Linked DNA regions of Gossypium hirsutum: region 1 is linked to region 2. A link is a contact called in public Hi-C data. All regions are on one chromosome and are shown on one strand. Each heading gives the region's core, a stretch centred on a gene start, on an enhancer-like site or on the middle of the called end of the contact. The rest is flanking DNA. Distances are from core to core; before and after follow the strand shown. Region 1 holds the start of LOC107887317 (receptor-like protein kinase FERONIA). Region 2 has its middle 42 kb from the start of LOC121225776.

Region 1 (2,700 bases), core at 134-2,633, 180 kb after region 2:
TTTATATTTATATTTTTTGAAAATAAATACATTCATATATTCATTTCCTTCTATACAATGTCAAAATGGATATCACATAGTCTTCTATCTTAATAAAATCTTAGCAAAGTAAATGCAAATAATTAGATGTATAATGGTAAATTTATTTTTTAACATTAAATTTAGTCATTTATTTTTAAAAAAAAATATCGAATCACTTTTTTTAATGAAAATGTTAATTAAAATATAATATCTTTTAGTGACGTTGGTGTGACAACCTGTATGATAATATACGTATATTTCATGTTAACATAATATATTAAGTCAAGAAATAATTTAAAATTTATTAAATATTTTAAAAAATAAAAATATTCATATTTTTTTTAAAGAAAAATGAAGTACACATGAATTACTATGTAGGTTGTCATGTTTAGAAAATTAACATTTTAATTAGCATTTCTATTAAAAAACAATTTGAATAATTAAATTTAACTCTTTTTTAAAAAAATGAGTATAAAAAAAATAAATTAATAAAATGTGTAAATGTTAAGAGTATTAACGAAATATTTTAGAGGTAATTAATTAAGGGTAAACAACAAGTTGAATAAATTATGTTTTTGTGTAGGTTGGAGAATTTGCTAATTGCTTGATTGAGGTTAGGCTCGAAGTAATGAAATCCTTCACTCCTTTAAACTTCAACATTATTCTTTTAATGTTTTTGACCAACTGATTAATTTGTTTCTTCAATGTAGGGACTAGCTGTGCAATTTAACAAAAATTTGTTTGATGTCATACTGTCAACTGCCGAAAGTCGTTAATTTATATATTAATTTTTATACGAATATAGGTGACTAAATTTATAATTTATTAACAACCAATGTTAAATAATACCTTAAATATAACACCATGTTTGGTTAAAGAATGGAATACCATTTTCCTTTTATTAATTAAATATTATTTGATTGAACGTAATATTCATTTAATAAAATGATCATTATTTTTTTCATAATAATTATTTTTTAATATCACTAAAAATAACTATTTTATATAATATTAAATAATAAAAAAAGTAATTTTCATATTAATCCTTTAAAATTTAAATTATAAAATATTTTAATCTAATTTAATATAAAAATATTTATATTAAATTATATTTAATAATAATTATATTAGAATATAATTAAATTATTTTTAATAATAATCCTATTAAAATTTAATAATAATAATAATAATAGTAATAATTTATCTAAAAAATTATGCTAAGTCTTTTTTTGTTATGCTATTATATCATCGTTTCGTTTATCCAAACACAAAATATTTTTACAATTTTATTTAATTTCTTTTAATCAAACACTTGAATAACAATTTACAATCCATTATAAATTTATTAAGTCTAAGTGAATTAATAAAATCATTAGTGTGTTCTTCATTGTTGTGCGACTGGACAGAGTTTCCATTTCAGACACAAAACTAAACTAGAAACAAAACCGCCGTTCAGTTTCTGTTATTGCGTCTTCTTCCATTTTTGACTCAGTCACTCATATCTCTCTTCACTTCTCTTAGACAGCTACTTAAGGTAAATGGCTTGAAAGTCCCATCTTTTACACAATACCTTTTTTTTTTGTTCTTGCGTTCATTTAGATTAATCCGTGGTACTCATAGTTGGTCCTTTGGATCTGAAATCTTCATCTTCTTTTAGCTAAGGAAATCTGGGTTTCATTTGATAATTCCATTTTGAAAGCTTAAAGTCCTGTATGTGTCCCGGATCTGGCGTTGTGAACCCCATTTTGACTCCACCATGAATTCAGCTGATACGTTCTGTTCTATGTGTATTATCATTCTAGTCTCCTTGTTGTTTCAACTTGTCTTAGCTGCTGATTATGTTCCAACTGAAAAAATCCTTCTAAATTGTGGTGGGAAATCTGAGGCCACCGATAATGATAATCGGAAATGGACACCCGATGTTGGGTCGAAGTTTCTGGTGGGAAGCGGGAATTCGGTGGCTTCCCAAGCTGCCACGCAAGATCCTGCCGTTCCCGAAGTTCCTTACATGACAGCCCGTGTTTTTCGCTCCAACTTCACCTATAGTTTCCCGGTCGTACCTGGTCGGAAATTCCTTAGGTTGTATTTCTATGCTAATTCCTACGATGGGCAGATTGCAGCCAATGCTTTGTTTTCGGTCACTTGTGGTTCCTACACTCTTCTTAAGAATTTCAGTGCTGCTCAAACCAGTGAAGCTTTGAATTATGCTTTTGTTGTTAAGGAGTATTCCATCAATGTGGATGATGACCATTTGAACCTAACATTTACTCCTTCCACTCCCTCTAATGCCTATGCGTTTGTCAATGGGATTGAGGTTTTGTCAATGCCTGATATTTATGGTAATGCCGATGGGATGTCCATTGTCGGACAGAATATTCCCTTCACCATCGATAATAGCACTGCCCTCGAGAATATTTACAGACTGAATGTCGGTGGAAATGATATCTCACCTTCGGCTGATACAGGTCTGTTTAGATCTTGGTATGATGACCAGCCATACCTGTTTGGGGCTGCGTATGGTGTTTCGGGGGCTGCTGATCCGAATGTCACTATCGATTATGGAACCATGCCCACTTATATTGCACCAAAAGATGTATACGCCACTGCTAGATCCATGGGGCCGAATGCTGAAATAAACAATCATTACAATTTAACTTGGATGTTCGGTGTTGACTCTGG
Region 2 (2,700 bases), core at 72-2,571:
AACGACATCAATGTATAAGCGCCATTCTTGAGAAATGCAGGCCATGAGAATACCATCTGCCCCAAATAATATATTGCCAAAATATAGAGGAAAAAAGTACAAAATACTTCATACCTATTCTGGACAAACATATAAGAGGGAAAAACATACTGCATTATGGCATTTTTTTTAAAGGTATTTCCGTATTTGCACCTTATGGAGAAAGTTCTTGAAAGAGAGTGAACCTCCGGTTATACCTTTCGTAGGGCTTTTTGAACCCCAAACTTCTGTGTTGAAATGAATGACTCAAGAAGGACCCGTATAGCCATGTCTACATCTGCTTCGGTGACATGCTGCCTAAGGTGCATCCTGGCATGTGCTTCAGACATCCTGATCATCGATTCAATATGCCTAACTGCAATAGGGACGCCTTGTCCACGCTACACAGACAATTAAGAAAGCATTAGGGCATTAAAGTAAAATCACTTTCAGATCACCAGCAAAACGAGAAAAGGAATCTTACAGAAGATTCTTTTCGCAAATCAGCATAAACTTTAGTAAGCTTGGCCATATCCTTTTCATGGAACCTTGGGAATACATTCAACTTGGCATAGGTTAAATATTTCCTTAGTAATTCTTGAGAAAGAATCTGCAATGCAAACGTAAAAATTCATATGATCATTTGAAGAACAAGGTCTAAAACGTACAAGCAGTTAGGATAATAGAACAGCCACTATGAACCTTTGAATCGGCTAGTCCAACAGGGGCTTGACTCTCTTCTTGGGATTCATTGAAGGCTTTGTCATCTATATTAGCACCCTTAGGTTGTGACCTGAAATGGCTGTCAACTACAAACTTTGCAAGCATTTCATCTGTTACAGGATCAACAACATCCTGCATTTGAAATCTAGTTTTTTACCTTAATCCTACTAAGGTCTGATAATAGAGCTTTGCAAAGAAAACTAAATATTGAGTAACGAAGGGAATAACCTTAACAACACAGAGGATGTCAAAACGAGAGACAATGGGATCTGTCAACTCAACATTTTGAGAAAAAGTTTTTGACGAATCATATCTGCAAGCAAGCATGCGTATTAGTTTTATGAATTGATTCTTAACCAAAATAAGACATCCGGGAATCTAAAAAAGAAGATTCTATGTGAGAAGGATGAATGGGAATAAACAATTATTAGAAAACCAAACAAGACCAGTCATTTCAACTGGTTGAACCCAGTTTACATTAAACTGAATTACTGTCGAACTGATCAGAATTACATTGAAGTGGATTACGGAGAAGAAATGAAACAAAAGATACGGTAGAGCTAGGACAGTTATTGTATGAGGTTTACCCAATGCTAAATGCAGAGGTACATAGTAGATTGATATGAACATCATGAGCTGGCCTGCAATAAACCCAGTTTACATTAAACTGAATTACTGTCGAACTGACCAGAATTGCTAGAAAACCAGAAACCAGAAAAACGATTAAAAACCAGTAAACCGGGTTTTTTTTCTTTATCTAGTTAGGAAACCAAACTTTTGAGGTTTTATATGTTATGGGCCTTTTAACCCAATTTTAGAGAAATTTTACTTTGAACCGTTTGAAACGAAACCAGGAGTCCAGCCAATTCCAGTTTGGTTTTTTATTCATTGGGAATAATAAGGAAATGAATCCAAAGAGTGAAGAAATCCCGTTGTTGGTGCACCATATGGTCTTTGCATGATGCGCTAAACTCTAAACGACGAACCCATTGGCCAAATCATCATCTCATATATAAACCATCCATACCTTCCTCCAATTGGATTTGCAGCAGCAATGACCGAGCAACGAGCCTGGAGAGAAGTTACTATCCCAGCTTTTGATACGCTAATGCTTTGCTGCTCCATTGCTTCATGGATACTCACCCTGAATGCACAGATGTTCCAATAATTTTAAAGCTCAAGTAATCCCCTAAAAGAAAAAAAGTAAAGCAAACGACGAAAGGTGTTTGCTGAAGTTATCTAATTATAGTGGCTAAATTTATGCCAGGCTTTCCCTTACCTGTCTTGATCATTCATTTTATCAAATTCGTCAATAAGGCAAATCCCTTTGTCAGCTAAAACAAGGGCTCCTCCTTCAAGGGTCCACTCCCTGGTTACCGGATCCTTGTGCACTGCTGCTGTCAGCCCCACGGCAGAAGCCCCTTTGCCAGTGGTATAGACAGCTCTCTGCCCCGTCTTTTCAACATACCTTCAAATAAAAACCTTCAAGTTTCAAATCCATGTTCAAGATATCTGATTCAAACCAAAGAACTGAGAGAGCTAGCTCATACTTAAGGAACTGTGATTTTGCTGTGCCTGGGTCACCTAGAAGTAGTACATTATGTCTCCACGGAGTCTGTGTTTCCCTTCTACATTTTTCTCCTGGCCTCCAAACATAGCAAGAGTTATTGCAGTTTTTATGTCTTCATGACCATAGATTGAGGGAGCAATGGACTTTATCATCTGAAAAGTGGATCATCAAGCATTCAAATTAGAAATTCACCAAAAGAGAGAACTCCAATATTCGTTACAGAACAAAGGGACAGTTCAGAATAAAATAACAGTATCATGAACGACGAACCCTTTCTCCTATTTGTGGATCCTTGGCCAACTTCTCAATGTCTTCCTTATCTTCCTGAGTGAGTTTGTAGGCAGAAAAGAGATCCTGTTTCTTTGCAACATAGTTTGCCTCAACCACAG

Evidence for each region. Hi-C and Micro-C count contacts between places; a contact is called where the count stands out from the background.
Region 1: a Hi-C map of leaf shows a contact between it and region 2, with 2.8 times the contacts expected there. The contact joins the promoter of LOC107887317 here to the enhancer-like site in region 2. A contact is called at or near these places in 14 of 34 Hi-C or Micro-C datasets (callus, hypocotyl, leaf and 2 more).

What each region holds. Positions count from the first base shown.
Region 1 is chrA03:38,198,019-38,200,718 of Gossypium_hirsutum_v2.1, forward strand. LOC107887317 (receptor-like protein kinase FERONIA) reads left to right here and starts at 1,384. Exons shown (of 1, transcript XM_041109145.1): 1 at 1,384-2,700. The coding sequence starts at 1,778.
Region 2 is chrA03:38,016,445-38,019,144 of Gossypium_hirsutum_v2.1, forward strand. It overlaps the pseudogene LOC107887314. Among protein-coding and RNA genes, the nearest start is that of LOC121225776, 42 kb to the left of the region's middle. Within about 2 kb of position 1,322, at least 2 of the 9 cell types and tissues checked have an H3K27ac peak or open chromatin away from gene starts, as enhancers often do.